3 separate regions of the Mus musculus genome follow, and regions 1 and 2 are each linked to region 3. A link is a contact called in public HiChIP or PLAC-seq and promoter capture Hi-C data. All regions are on one chromosome and are shown on one strand. Each heading gives the region's core, a stretch centred on a gene start, on an enhancer-like site or on the middle of the called end of the contact. The rest is flanking DNA. Distances are from core to core; before and after follow the strand shown. Region 1 holds the start of Dhfr (dihydrofolate reductase). Region 2 has its middle 51 kb from the start of Gm41020. Region 3 holds the start of Mtx3 (metaxin 3).

Evidence for each region. Promoter capture Hi-C pulls out the DNA fragments that hold promoters and counts their contacts. HiChIP or PLAC-seq counts read pairs in DNA pulled down with a chosen protein or histone mark.
Region 1: an H3K4me3 HiChIP or PLAC-seq map of pro-B cells shows a contact between it and region 3, with 2.4 times the contacts expected there. The contact joins the promoter of Dhfr here to the promoter of Mtx3 in region 3. A contact is called at or near these places in 3 of 39 promoter capture datasets (liver and pre-B cells), 2 of 484 Hi-C or Micro-C datasets (embryonic stem cells and regulatory T cells) and 1 of 115 datasets of contacts at active chromatin or transcription factors (pro-B cells).
Region 2: a contact with region 3 is called in a promoter capture Hi-C map of pre-B cells, with 2.5 times the contacts expected there. The contact joins the enhancer-like site here to the promoter of Mtx3 in region 3. A contact is called at or near these places in 16 of 39 promoter capture datasets (the 3T3-L1 cell line, 3T3-L1-derived adipocytes, the C10 cell line and 9 more), 4 of 484 Hi-C or Micro-C datasets (adipose-derived mesenchymal stem cells, cerebral cortex, cortical neurons and 1 more), 2 of 115 datasets of contacts at active chromatin or transcription factors (craniofacial prominence and embryonic stem cells) and 1 of 9 other capture datasets (macrophages).

Annotation. Positions count from the first base shown.
Region 1 is chr13:92,351,479-92,356,491 of GRCm38.p6, reverse strand. Dhfr (dihydrofolate reductase) reads right to left here and starts at 1,709. Exons shown (of 6, transcript NM_010049.3): 1 at 1,148-1,709; 2 at 793-842. The coding sequence starts at 1,233. It overlaps Msh3 (mutS homolog 3), which reads left to right and starts at 1,489. Exons shown (of 24, transcript NM_010829.2): 1 at 1,489-1,729; 2 at 3,150-3,267. The coding sequence starts at 1,592. It also overlaps the pseudogene Gm19308.
Region 2 is chr13:93,247,522-93,252,318 of GRCm38.p6, reverse strand. No RefSeq gene overlaps it. Among named protein-coding and RNA genes, the nearest start is that of Gm41020, 51 kb to the right of the region's middle. Within about 2 kb of position 3,403, at least 27 of the 459 cell types and tissues checked have an H3K27ac peak or open chromatin away from gene starts, as enhancers often do. A contact at or near this core is called in pre-B cells, where this site is marked.
Region 3 is chr13:92,842,626-92,847,647 of GRCm38.p6, reverse strand. It overlaps Mtx3 (metaxin 3), which reads right to left and starts at 2,880. Exons shown (of 9, transcript NM_001162945.2): 1 at 2,781-2,880; 2 at 2,373-2,442; 3 at 1,951-2,027; 4 at 695-787; 5 at 1-110. The coding sequence starts at 2,861.

The DNA.
Region 1 (5,013 bases), core at 460-2,959, 490 kb after region 3:
CTGAGATTGCTCACAGTGTGCCCTCTAAGAACTGAGGAGTCATCGTAGAAAGAGCAGCACAGCTGGCCATCAGACTCATTAATCCCAACGCCAGGCTACTCAGTAGAGAACATGAATAGGTGGCTTGTGTGCATGTTTTGTGCCACGCCCCCAAGATGGCATTTGTCAACCTGTCTACACAGTGACCTACTATGTTCTCTACTAATGTTCAACATCTACACTGCTGACTTCTTTTTCCCATCAGCTCTGCCCTCCTCTCCTACAATGATAAGCAATAAGCAAACATGTCTGTTAGGAAGAATTACAGCGAATGTCCTTACAATCACAAGTAATGGGAAACTGCCTTATAATTATTGCACACCACTCCCCATTCTTTTAAAGTCAGTCACCCAGACTGCCTCACTGAAGACCACAGCCTTCATCCCACCGTGTCTTCCTAAAGCCAACAGATTTAAATTATTTTTAGCCTCTTCTCCCCTGCATTTTTCTCCATTTACTCAAGTCTTCTGTCTTTCAGTAACAATTCTAAATACCGGCTCAGGTCTCTATTCAAAGTGCTAAATTTTGCTGCCGATTCTGCCCAGTTATATTCGAGCTATATGCACTTGCTAACAAAATTTCAAACATAGAGTATTCTAAGAGGATGTTTAATAAAATCTGGGAATCGCACAAAAATTTCTAGCAAGAAACAGAGATCCCAGATTCCCAGGGGAGACTTTCTACTCATACCTCTACCATGTAAATCTTGCTTCAAGCAAACATAATTCTCATGACTTAATTACTCTACATTACCTTCCACTGAAGAGGTTGTGGTCATTCTTTGGAAGTACTTGAACTCGTTCCTGAAAGTTAGAGAAACAGTTAACCCGTCATGTATGCTCAGGCTCCATTCAGCGACGAAAGGTGCAAGTCCGGTGTGGGTGTGGGGGGTGGTGTTGCTGCCCGCTCAAGGACAGGACTTTGCTCCCGGCCAGGGAGCCTGTGAGCAAAGGCTGGCACAGCAGGGGGATCACCGCGGGAACCGGTAGCTTGGTCTCTGGCTGAGGCCGGTAGGCCTACCGCTCACGCCCGTCCCGCGCGTCCAAGCCAAGTGCATGACCCTACTCAGTGAACCGCCTCAGTTTCCCGAGCCCAGCCCGGCCAATACCTGAGCGGAGGCCAGGGTAGGTCTCCGTTCTTGCCAATCCCCATATTTTGGGACACGGCGACGATGCAGTTCAATGGTCGAACCATGATGGCAGCGGGGATAAAATCCTACCAGCCTTCACGCTAGGATTGCCGTCAAGTTTGGCGCGAAATCGCAGCCCTGAGCTGTGTACCACTTGCGCAGCTTAGGCCCCGCCCCCACCAAGGCCCGCCGCGCATCCTATTTGTGCAGCTAAGGCTCCGCCCCTACCAAGGCCCGCCGCGCATCCTATTTGTGCAGCTAAGGCCCCGCCCCCACCAAGGCCCGCCGCGCATTCTATTTGTGTAGCTAAGGCTCCGCCCCCAAGGCCGGTCCCGCACAGGTTGAGGCGTGCGCGCGCGCAGGCGCGAGAAAGTGCGGCCGCGCGCTCGCGCTCCTAGCAGGCCGGCTCTTCTGCACACTGCAATGCCCCGCGGGAAATCCGCGTCGGGAGGCTCTACTGCCGCCGGCCCAGGCCCGGGGAGGCAAACGGTTCTAAGCCGGTTCTTCAGGTCTGCGGGAAGCCTAAGATCCAGCGCGTCCTCCACGGAGCCAGCAGAGAAGGTAAAGTACGGCTCCGCGGCGCCCCTAGCGTCCACCTAGGCGAAGGCCGTCCCGGGCGGGTTCTGTCTGGGACGGGGCGGAGCTAGAGGGCGGGGTGGGGCCGGACCGCTAGGGGCGGGGTCAGGGTGGGGCGGGTGCGTAGCCGTCGTGGCCGGAAGCGGAGGCCTTATGGAGAGCTTATTAATGGTGGGTAGGGCTAAGGGGCGGGGCCAGGGAAGGCTTAAGGTGGCGGCTTCTTCTGGTCCTTGTTTTAGTTGACTTTTTTACCCGACCAGCGGTAATAGATTTGAGGTCTTGGTGCTTCCAGTCGGTAGCCGGAACCCGAGCCAGAAACTTCTATCGTGGTGAATGGCGAGGACTGGCCGGCCGGCCCAGGATGCGTTTTTTAACCTCTGTTCTTCATTCTTTCCTTTACATTTTCCCTACTGTATTGATGGTTGAAGAGGAGCTTTATTTACATATGCTTGCTTGGCTGACTAGAAGAAAGCTGTCATTAAGGCTAGTTTCTCAGAATTCAAAACCATGTGCTCTGTCTTTCTGATCCCCGTGCCAGAATATCGTTTTACTGTACAGATTTCCAGTGTAAGCATTTAGATGGATGAAGTTTCTGTACATGCTTATAGTTGGCTACTTCCTGTTGCTTGCAGCCCATCAGATAGTTCAAAGCAAAGCAAAGAGAAACAAAACCAAAACCCCATCGTGATACTGCCACAAACACAGGCCCAAGGATGTTTCCCACACTAGCTGGCAATGTGTCACACTTGTTCAGGGTGAGTTAAGGCCTCGGTCATTTCCCAGACTGAAGATGTAGAAGGTGATTGTAACGGGCATCTCCTGTATTTTACTGCAGTTGCAAATCAGTTTAAGAATCTTAACCCATTTCATTTATATTTCTTTCCAATACTGACTAATGCTCTACTCTCTCTTTTTAAGGCTTTTTTTTTATTTCTGTACATTCACTAAGATTCATTTTGCACTCACCACTGAGAGGATATTAGGCAAAAGTTTTAAGTTTTTCATAGATTATCTGCCAACAGATAGTCTCAGGACATCTTTTAATAGTGAATGGAAGCTTTGAAACAGGAAATACATTGGTCGTTTATTACTCCTCTTCCTTCTATAATTTTGCATTTTGAAAATAGATTTTTTAAAATTGATCTTGTAGAAGTATTTTATTTAACATATGAGTAGGAAAGTAGAGAATTCCACATAATTTTAGTAGAATGTGAGGTAATGAGAGACTGTTCCTGCCAGTTTCTGTCTCTGATGGCAAAAACAGTCACCCCCAACAGCCTTTTCAGAGTAAAAAGTAGAGTGGCAGGCAGGAACTTACTATCATTCTGCAGCAAGGTTAAATAACTCCAGAGACTTCAAGCTTTAGAATAGTGTTAATACACCATTTCCAACCTTCCCGATACAGGTGACAGAAGGTGACAGCAGGAAGAGGTCACTGGGAAATGGTGGGCCCACTAAGAAAAAAGCAAGGAAAGTTCCAGAGAAGGAGGAAGAAAACATCTCAGTAGCAGCTCACCACCCTGGTGAGTGCCAGAGACTAAGTATTCTCAGCTGCTGGCTTCCCCAGAAGGCAGAGGGGATCATGGGAGTGCTGAGCTTTGTTTTCCTGTGTAGGGAAGGAGCCCTGCTGCTCCTCAGCTGCTGGTTGAGAGGCTAGGCCCACAGAGGAGCTCAGTTCTCTTAGTAGTTCTTCCAACTTTCTCTTTTGTTCACTATTGCTGTATTTTTTAAAAAGTGTGTATGTGTGTTTTGCGAGTGTGTGTGTGTGTGTGTGTTGTGAGTGTAGATGCCTGCATAGGCACGAGGCATGTAATCCTCTGAGAGCTGGAGTCACAGGTGGTTATCAGCCATCTGATGTGGTTGCTGGCAATTCAGGTTCTCTGATGGAAGGGTGGTATGTGCACTAACCACTGGACAATCTCTCCTGCCATGTTATGTTTTAAATCTTGGTTATAAAGATGAAACATTTGCTAATGATCTATTTATCACATTTATTTGTGTGTGTCATAGTACATAGGTAAAAGAGGTCAGAGGACAATTTGCATGAGTTATTTCTCTCCTTACGTTGTGTGAGTTCTGGCTTTGAACTCAGCTTCTAAGACTTGTTGGTAAGCACTCTTACCTAGGAAGCTCTCTTCCAGTCCCCAATGAGCCTTTGCTGCTGTTGTTGTTGGAGACAGGGTTTCTCTATATAGCCCTGGCTATTCTGTAGACCAGGCTGGCCTCGAACTCAGAAATCCACCTGCCTTTGCCTCTTAAGTGCTGGGAGTAAAGGTGTGCGCCACCTTTCCCTGCCCCAGCGAGCCTTCTTATTATCTATCTTAACTCTTTCATGTTTGACTTCAAGAGCTGTACTGGTGAACAGAGCCTCTTCATGACCTATACCTCTAACCCTGCTCATGACCATCTTGTCTCCTGCATCTACCATTTTGACTTTTTCATCCCTTTTATTTCTGCATCCAGTCAGCTTTGGCTCTTATCATTTTCCTGGGATAGTTTATAACCAGAAATTCTGCATATTACACCTTTCCAGAGAAGTCTCTAGTCCGTGCTGAGTGGGAGAAAGGCTCTCAGAGCTTGAAGGGTGAGAAGAATGTAGGCTCAGTTTACTTTGAATCAGTTCTTTTTATTTCAGAGCTTTCCAGACTCCATGGTGGCCCCATTCTGAGACTTAAGCATTTTGTGTTGCCAATTGAATTGGCTTTTTGCTTTTCTAAGGATTGGGTGTGACTCTTGTGTACTGAATTAGTGACTATACATCAGTTCCCTGTCTAGCTTCATATACCTGGCCTGTCTGTCATTATACGCAAAGAAACAAGAAGCAGAGTTCCACTAGAGTTCTGCTTTTTAAAATTAAAATTGCACTGCTTATTCTTTTATTGTGTGTTTATTGTGTGTGTGTGTGTGTGTGTGTGTGTGCGCGCGCGCGCGCATCTGTGCATGGGAGCCATATATGTGTAGAGGTCAGAGCATAGCTCGAAGGAGTTGGCTTTCTCCCCCCATCTTGTTGTTTCTGGTCATCACAGAACATAGGTCATCAACTTGGTGACACCATTCCTGCAGAGCCATCTTGCCAGCCTCTTTGACTATACTTCTCTGTGGATTTCATCAGTGAATGAAATTATATGTATGCTTAAATGGGTCATCTTTACCTTGAACATGGTGTTCTTTATCACATTATAGCTAGGTGCATTGCTCCAATGGGAATGTCCTTCTGAAAAATTCTATGCAAGTTATGAATTGTCCTAGTGAAGCCAAAATACTATTGG
Region 2 (4,797 bases), core at 2,154-4,653, 400 kb before region 3:
ATGATAATGAGCTGAGGGAGCTGCAGGAAGGCAGTAAAACTTAAACTCAGCGCTAATTCTACAATAAAATTGTTAGTCAGGGCTATAGGCAATGAAGAGGAATTCAAACAGCACCTCGCCTTTTTAGAATGGGAGGATTAGAAATTGACATCTCTCTCCTGTTTAAATCCAGAAGAGAAAATATAAAGCCATTTCAAAAGACTCTGCCTACCTACGCACTTTTACTGAACACTGCAATCCCCCTTTCTGTTCCTGTTTGCATTTATTTCTTCCCTATAACATCTCACTTTCCCCAATACCCTATCACTGTTGAGACAGTTTCTCCACTGTTAGTCAGGAAGTGCCATGGGACATTGCTAGTCTGTTTCCACATCCCCAGTGCTGAGGAAACAGAAAGGAGGCTCCCAAGGTCTTGCCCAGCCCCTAGGCTAGTCTAAACAAGTTGGTAAGCTCCAGGATCAAGGAGGAACCTCGTCTCAAAAAAGTGAAGTGGAGCCGGGCATGGTGGCGCATGCCTTGAATGCCAGCACTCGGGAGGCAGAGGCAGGCAGATTTCTGAGTTCGAGGCCAGCCTGGTCTACAAAGTGAGTTCCAGGACAGCCAGGGATATACAGAGAAACCCTGTCTCAAAAAAACCAAAAACCAAAAAACAAAACAAAACAAAAAAAAAAAAACGGAAAAAAAAAAGTGAAGTGGAAAGTGATTGAGGCAGCCTCTCAGCATGAATCCCTGGCTCCACTCACATGCAGATCCATACACATGTGCACACGCTTAAGTGTCATTCCACTAAATCTGTCTGGAATGCGCTGATAGTCACTATCTAGATAATAAGTACAGGCTAACATTAGTCCCAAGGCTGGGATAAGCGCTATGAAGTTTGGTAAGCACTGCAGAATTGCTGGCTGATAAAAAGAGGATCATCCAGGATTTACACTCAGCTCTTGAGCATAAACTGTCTCCCCTCTCCTCACCCCACCCTTTACCATGAAACTTGGAAAAGAAAGTCGGAGAATAACTGAGAGCTTGCTTCTGTAAGCTGCAAGCAAGTGGAGAGCCACTCAAGGTTTAAAAGGAGAGGAAGAACCGCCTACAAGGATAATTAATTCATTGATTGATTGATTTTTGTAAGATGTTGCTCCAAAGCCCCATTGTTCTGCAGCCAGGCCTCCAATGCAGACTGGAGTCAGACTAGAAGCTAACTACAGATTTAAACGGTTTGTACCCAAGGAACCCAGTGTTCACTTAAAAAGAGGATATAGAGCAGAGCACCCCGCTACAGTTACGTGAAAGCTTCTTGATTGACAATGGACGGTGTTTGATTCCCTTGACAGTGCCATGTATCATGATCACATAATAAAGAATTCATGTCTGTCATCGTTATAAATTTTGTATAATGTACTTATACATTTTGATGATTTGAGGTTTTGTTTGATTGCTTTCCTTTTAGACAGGGCCTTGCTATGATGGTCATCCAGAGTGGTCTCAAATTCACAATCCCCCTGTCTTGTCTTTATAGGACTAGTATTATAGGTATGCAATGTCCATACATAGTTTACAGATGGAGTTTTAATTTAAAAGGCTTCAATTGGTTGCCATTATTTAGGTCTGCAAGAAGCCTTCTAATTGGGGCTATAACTCAGAGGTGAGTCCTTCCCTAGCATGGGTAAGGCCCTGGATTCATTGCTATTATAAGAAAAGAGAGGAGGGAACAGGAGAGAGGGAAAGGCAGAATGAACTTTCAACTGGAGTCTATGGCTGAGCCATTATTTGTTGCCAGTAATTGAATTTTAGGCACAATACCAAATGGTATCCTGTCATGGGATATCCATTTAGAATCCCCACCTAATGCAGTGGGGCACCAGGAGTTATAAAGCACCAGCTACTCTTTTAAATCATAGCTAATTAAAAATCACTATAAGAAGGAGGAGGGAACAATTTGGAAAGCTGGGAGGAAGACAAAAATTCAACAAAGCAATCCTAGATGAAGTGTCAGGTGGTCAACAAATACAATACACACACAAACAGAGACAAATACACACAGAGAGACACACACAGACATAGCCAGAGGCACACACACAGACACACATAACACAGAGAGACACACACAGAGACACATACACAGACACACATAACACAGATACACACAGAGACACATATAAACACACATAGACACACACAGACACAGAGACATACACAGAGACACACACAGAGACACATATAAACACACACAGACACACATTAACACACACACACATACACACACACACACACACACACACACACACCACTGGGCACACAGTAATTCCAGAAAGAAAAGCAGATGCATACTTGGATGGAATTTAGGGTTTTCAAAGTAATTTCTTTTCCCCTTCAACTATATAGACACATGAGAATCACAACCATCAGGACTTTCAAAGCGAGTCAATATCATTGTGATTGAAGCAGATTTTCCTTCTGCCATAGGATAATACTCATTAGGAGTTATAAATACCCCAAGCTGTAGATGTTCTTTAAGTGAAGTCTTTCCCAAGTGCACTTAGTGTTATATCTACTTAGAAGATGTTAGAATGCATTCAAATACTGAGTCCTTGAGTTGACCAAAGAATGTAAAGGTTAAGGCCCGTCCAGGGACTAGGGAGATAGCTTAGCCAGGAAAGTCCTCAGTTTGATCAGCAGGATCTATATAAAAACAAGAAGTGTGGTGGTACACACTTCTGATCCTAGAGCTAGGTGGAGAGACTTGAGGATCCTTGGGGGTCCACTCAGCAGCCAGCCTAGCCTAACTGATGAGTTCCAACCCATCTATCTCAAAAGAGGTGGATGGCATTGCTAAAGATGACAGCGGCATCATACACCTATGTGCATCTGTACACGTACACATACACATAAAAAATAATGATTTTAAAACCACAGATAAGATACATAGGAAGCAAGGGAATATGCACAATGTATAGAAAATTTCAAGGGATAATTATGCCAAAGTACCTCCATGCCTGCCTACATACCCTGCTGGGGAGTCTGCCCTGCTCACCTTTGTTGGTTAGGTGGCCATGTTGCCTATCACATGACATTGCCTCTCTACTCCCAACCTCAGAGCATGGTGCCCAAGGTGGTTTATTTGATGAATAAATAAATAAATAAATTAATTAAATGTGGTTGGCCTAAACAGACAAGCTTTGTCATCAGAGCACTCTCTTGTAGACCTGATCTTTGAGAACAAGAAAGGAAGCAGTAGAGGCAGGCTAAAAGAGTGTCAGGGACTCAAATTGCAGCAAAACTAACTGACATGTGACCAGGCAGTTGAAACCTGATGGGGCTGAGGGAAGATGCCAGGACACAGTGAGAGACCAAGAAGCTACTCTGTAGCAGTTTCATTTCCCATGAGGCTGCCGGTGCTTGGATGCCCACAACCTCACTGCAGTGTCTTAAATACACCCCACCTCCTCTCGTCCCCTCCCTCGAGTATGTTGAGTCATTCTCTGTTCTAATTATAAAAGCTTTGACTTAAGCAATACATACATGATGCAGTAACAATGCTCCAAGAGACGGTTATTGTAAGTACCAGCAAGGATGCTGAAAGAAGGCTGCTAACTAGGAGGAGGGTGTACCTCAGATCTAGAGCATGTACAGTGCTCTAAGTCCAATCCCCATCACGGACGGACACACACACACACACACACAAACACACACACACACACACACACACACACACACACACACACACACACACACACGGGGACGAGGGGGAGGGAGAGGGGGAGGAGGAAGAGGGAGGGGGAGGGGGAGAGAGAAAGAGATCGAGCTATGCTAAAATGTATGGATTGTGATAAGAACCAAGTCCGAAGACTGAGAAGACTATAAAATATCCACCTATGTACCACTGACTACCACACACAGGTGCTGTCCTGGTGATGAGGGGACAAAGTGCAAAGACTTGCTGTGTTCTTTTTCACTTTCTTTTTGTTTTCTTGGTTTTTTATTACAAAGTATCTCAGGCTAGCCTGGAACATGTGGTCATCATGACACAGACTCGAGTGCTGGGGTTACAGTGGTACACCACCACACCTATCTTTTTGATCTTCTCACCTTAGGAATCTTCACCTGAAGTGGAGATGGCAGGTACTGGGAAGAGTTATGCAAAGGATGAAGACAGAGTGGGAAGCTGGGGGGATGCGGAGAGTCTGCAGGACTTGGCCAGCAAGAGGCCTCTGTGGGGAAATGTTAGTGGAGATTCTGAGTAGCAGGGGGCAATTTGAGAAAGGATAAATGCCCAGACTCTAGGGAAAAAACATCATTTTGAATTGTGGGTCTGTGAAGTGCAGGAAAGACCCTGCAGGAGGTGAAGATGGCCAGGAAGCAGGAACGGAGACTGTCCTGAGGTGAAAACAGACCAAGAAGGCCTGACAGCTTAGACATGTCACTAGACAGCCAGAAGGAAGAGTGGTGTGGAGTCTCAGTGGAAGAGTGGTGGGTATACAAAGCTGGAGATGGCATATAACGCTGTGATCTATAAACAGCTTAGGATATCCAGCAAGGCGTGAGAGCAAGATTGATAGCTTTGTGTAAACAAAAGAGGAATCGATATGAAAATCATTAAATGTGGTGATAACTATAGTTTCTAAAGAGAGCTAGCTACTGCTTAATGACCCCATTCCATGTGGCTATGTTTCTTAGCAGAAGTGGCTGGCCCAGGGCTGTACTTCCCAAGGCAGGGCACCTCTCAACTTGAATTCTCTGGCTTGTAGCCCATTCATCCCCACTCTTTTGAGCCGTCTCCTTGAAAGTCAGATGACCCCA
Region 3 (5,022 bases), core at 1,631-4,130:
CTAGACATCCTTCCCGGCAGGATTAAACTCAGAGGGAAAGGGATACGAGAGGCAAACCACGGCTTTGTCACGGTGAAGTAGTTCTCATTCTCCACCCAGAAGGTGTGAAGCTGCCAAAGAAGATAAAGCATTATAGGGAAGCTCCGCCAAGACAAACCCCACCCAGTCAATGTGACGGTATTTTCATAATTGTCTTTGAATAAAGTAACTTCATTTAAATTTTCCAGATCAAATGACTCAAGGTAAAAATGAGATTATTTTAACCATTATGAATTGTGTTCACTGCTATATCTCAGGACCCAGGATACGGCCTAGCACGTAGTCAGTGCTCAGCAAACAGTCTCAGGATGAACGAACTACAATATAGCCAATTCTATACATGGAACAAAGTCTCATCTTCCATCAATAGTGTTCATTTCCAAAACAATATTATTGTACTGGACTGTAACTCAGTGGTAGAATGTTTCATTAGCCAAACAAGCAAACAAACAAAGCGGACTACCCACTTCAATGGGAAGGTAAATGTCTAGGAGAATTCAGCTTTGTCATAATATAAAAGATCAAGGCTAATACAAGAAATCTCCCCTTTAAGACGCCCCCCGCCCCCAACAACCCTTTTTGTTCTTTCTAAACAGACTACAACATTTTCAACTAAGTCACTGAAATACTGTCTGTCATACTCAGAGATGCTCACCACAGCAGGGAGAAGTTTCTCTTCCAGGAGAGCGATGTAAGCCAGTGTGTCTGCCCCTTGTTTTGCTGAGAGCTCACAGTCAGCATTATATTTCTATCAAAGAGAAAAACAGTCTCTCAGAGGTCAAAGGACATTCCTAGGACAAGGGAGATAAACAAGTTAGAACTCCTATTCTCCCTCACAAATGTCAAACCTAACATTAAGAGGGAGGAATACTAACCAATGAAAACTTTCTTAATGCACCATACACAAAAAAACCCCAATGTTGCTTACAGCTTGTCAACTACATTCTATTGCTTTCATGCTTATCAATGACCTTTGTTCAAAGTATGGCACGTGGTACAAGTTAATGAATAAAAGCAATTGTTTTTCATAAGGAAGGAAAAAAACATACAGTTCATTAAAATGTTTTTTTTTCCATAAAAAAAGGAAACTTCTCAATTTAGAAACGGTTCAAATTTTAATGGTACAAGATTTTTTTCTTAAAGTACTGACAAATCACGTATACCCGTCATGTTTATAGGAATCATTTTATGTTTAAATATCATGACTTACTACATAAATATTTACACTTCACACACTTTAGATACGTGCTTTCATAAGGCGTGTAACTATCAGATAAGTGCTTTTTTAAAGTAGAAATACAAAACTCAGTATTCAACTCAGTGGTAGAACGCTTGCCTACCAGTGACTACAAGGTCCCGTATTCAAATCTCAGCATAAAACCAAACCAAACCAAACAATAACAACAAAAGTGATCAAATAAAATAGTTGCCATATGATGGGAACTCGGGTGTCACACTTAGCATGAAATGTATAGTAACAACAGGACTAAAGTGATAACATTATCAACAAGAATAAGTCTGAATAACTAAATTGAATCTTATATCCTTTTCAAGAAATTCACAATAAATACATTACATATACTTCATTAAACTTCCAGATCACAGTAAAATAAAATGCATGCCTTTCAGCACCAGTAAGCAAGTCTTTGTTTCTCTATTGTCAAGATCCAGGCATTCCCAGTTGCCCCAAAAATTAAAATCACCTTATAGTGAACTAAAAATAAGTCATACAGGATGCCAGGTGTAATTGTCACACCCACAATTCTAGCATTTAAAGCCAGTCTGTGCTGCACAGTGGCAGCATAGATTAGCATGTAACCCAGTCTGAAATAACAATAATAATAATAATAATAATAATAATAATGAGTAACATGCAGAAAACTACCTACTTCTTCTAAAGGAGCTACCCACCTGTTTTCTTAGAAAGTTTAGAATTTTTGCAGGCTTAGAAACAATGCTGTCTTCAGTTGTCAAAATTGGTACATCACCTATAATCAAAAACAATTTACACACAAGCAAACACCGTGATTTATTCTGAAGATTACAATGCCTTAAAAACTACACCAGTTGGCACATGGAAGAGTATGGGTATAAACTTCTGTGGGCTTTACAAAGGGCAGCACTAAAAAACATTTTCGTCTCTCCAATTTTCCAGGTTTGTCTTGTACCTTTAGTTCTTACTCGAAATGACCAAACACAACCAACACACAGCCAAGGTCATTCTAAGAAGCTAAGACGCCCCAAGTACTCTTGGGCTATATGGCTGTAATGCAGAAAGGGATGCAACTGTTGAAAAGGGCAGAGAGGGGGGCGTTTGAAAGCTTATACTGTACCTCTTGACCCTCTCCAGGTGTTATCTATAATATTGATTTTCAAGGGCGCGCCAGAAAACTTGGCATAAGCCTGAAACAGAGTTTGCAATAAGAGATTTTAGACACTGAGAGCAGGCTTGCAAGGTCTGCAGCACGGCTCTGACTGATGCACCCTCAAAGGCAGCCTGAGGCTGCCCACGCCCCTCCCCCGTCCGCCATCGGGGACGCGCAGGCTCCCCGCTCCTGGGGACCTCGGATGCAGGAGGCAGGGCCTGAGGTTGCGGGGCCGCGTGTGTGCTTCTCCAACTGCAGGAACAGCGCCGCCGGGCCGCCGGGACCTGACGCTTGCAAGCGGCCCGCCGGTCTCCAGCGGAGCCCGCGGCTAGCCAGCCCAGTCCTCCCGCGCCCTGGCCCGCGAGGCGGCCTCACCAGCACCACCAAGGACTCGCTGTGGACCGAAGGGAGACCCCAGCCTCCTCCCCAGCAGCTGAGCTCCATGGGGGCCGCCATCTTGCCGGGGCTGACCTCTGTCACCCGGAAGTACTCGTACCGCCCACTCTCCAGCACGTGGAATGGAGGGGGGCGGGACGAGGAGCTGGGACTGACTCCTTGGGGCTTTGGACAGAGTCAGAAAGGACAGCAGCAGGCCTTTGAGAGAAGGTTTAGCAACCAGACTAGGAGCTGTGCCGGAAGGGAAACAGACCTCCTAAGAGTCCTCCAAGTATTTATTGCATTCAGTATTAATGTACAACAAAACTTGAAAGCATCACTATGGTATATATAAATCTGTACAAAAGTAGTTTAAACTGACATGGAGGTCGTCGGTACAAGTTTGCGATGTTCAGTCATTGTGATGGTCCTTTGCCTGCCTGCCTTTCCAGTCTCAATTTCAGTTGGCATTCTTATGTTAATGTGATTCAACCTCATTCAAAATTAACCCTGTTCCTAAGTTTTTAACAGGGGACTCCAACGTGCACACTCCTTTAATTCAGAATGGCTTTCCTCTCTAGTGGCTCTCCCCAAACTAAGTTTAGTGTGGCTGGAGAGGTTGCTCAGTTAAGAGCAGTTTTTGAAGACTTGTCTTGGTTCCCCCAACCTACGCTGTGTTCACAGTCATTTTACTCCAGTTCTTTGAGACCTGAGTCCCTCTTCTGGCCTGTACCGGCACTAGCCCTTCACGTGGTGCATACGTGCAGGCAAAGCACACACATAAAAAGATTTTTTTTTTTTGAGTTAAACTTAGCTTTTTCAAAATCATGAATTTCTTCCAGCTTCCTGAGGCTCCCTGTATGCACTTGAATTTTGAATTTTGCTTCTGTCCATATTCACAGGCCTTTTGCCATCCACTCTACAGAAGCTCTTTGTGGCTTCCTAGGTGTGGGGCCAGTGAAGACACAGAAGGTCTTGTGTTTAGAAAGGCTCTTCATTCACGTCATGTTCTGCTATCACTCTCTTGAGGTCATAATCTTGGTGCAAAGGGCTCTGCACTTTTATTTTAGACTAAGCATTGTAAGTCATTCAGCCAGTCTTGTCTTTGGACCTAATGGGCATGCACTAAATATTAATTTCTCAGAAAAACCATTAAAGAAAAAACTTGGCAATGTGGAGATTTGGGCATACTGTTTGGATCTCAGAATCAGGACCTGGGAGCTGTGTGATTTTTATAGACAGAACAATAGTCTTTCTGGAACAGCCCTTTTGATACATCTTTGGGTTTTCTATTTTCCTCTATCACAAGAAGATGCTAGGGTCCCCTTCAATTGAAACCTATTGCCGTAACAATAATATTCAGCAACATTTTCTAGGCATTTTTCTGCACAGTAAGGGGGCAACTCTCCAAAATTACAGTTCTGATTTCCTAAAGTCTTTTTTAAATATTTTGCCTCAAAAATAGTATATCTCAAAAATGGAAAGAAAAGACATTCCAATCCTAAAAGTCCATTAGTCACACTTTTTAAGTAGGAAATGCTTAGCAAATGTATAGTTGAAACTAAACAACACATTTATTGAGCAGAGAGTACATCTGAGGTACTAGGAGGCTCTGGAAGAATACATAGATGGATGTGGAGTGTCTCCTTAGGAATGTATAGTCTACAAACCAGACATTACACATAGGTAAATATAAAAAGCCATTGTTCCACTAAAGAGATGGCTCGGCTGTTAAAGGCTAGGTTACAACCAAAACTATAAAAAGCCATTGTCACAAGTAAATGTAGAGATTTATAAAATATTAACAACACAGAGGAGGAACCATGCATCACTGTAGGATTTTTGGGGGATGGCTGGGCCCCCTTCATATTAAGAAGGTAACTTAACTTTCTGACTCAGTGTAAAGGAAAGTTCATGCTTTGAGAAATAAAATTCTAAGCAATAAAAATAAAGCTGAGAGTCTGTATCCTACAATAAGACATTTTAAATCAAATGCTGCAGTGAGGATGTGGGTTCTCTGTGTCTTGTTGGCCACTGAGGTGGTGGGTGATCATTCTTTGTGGACACATAGGTGATTACTTAGTGTGACCTTCTCTCCATTGCTCCTGCCACTTACACTGATTTTATTTGCATTAGAGAGAAATTTAAATCCATTCTCTTATTAAGTTAAGGCAAAGAACACCATTTCTCCCAATCTGATAAGAAAATTCCTTCTTACAGGTTTATGTGTGCCTAGTTAATA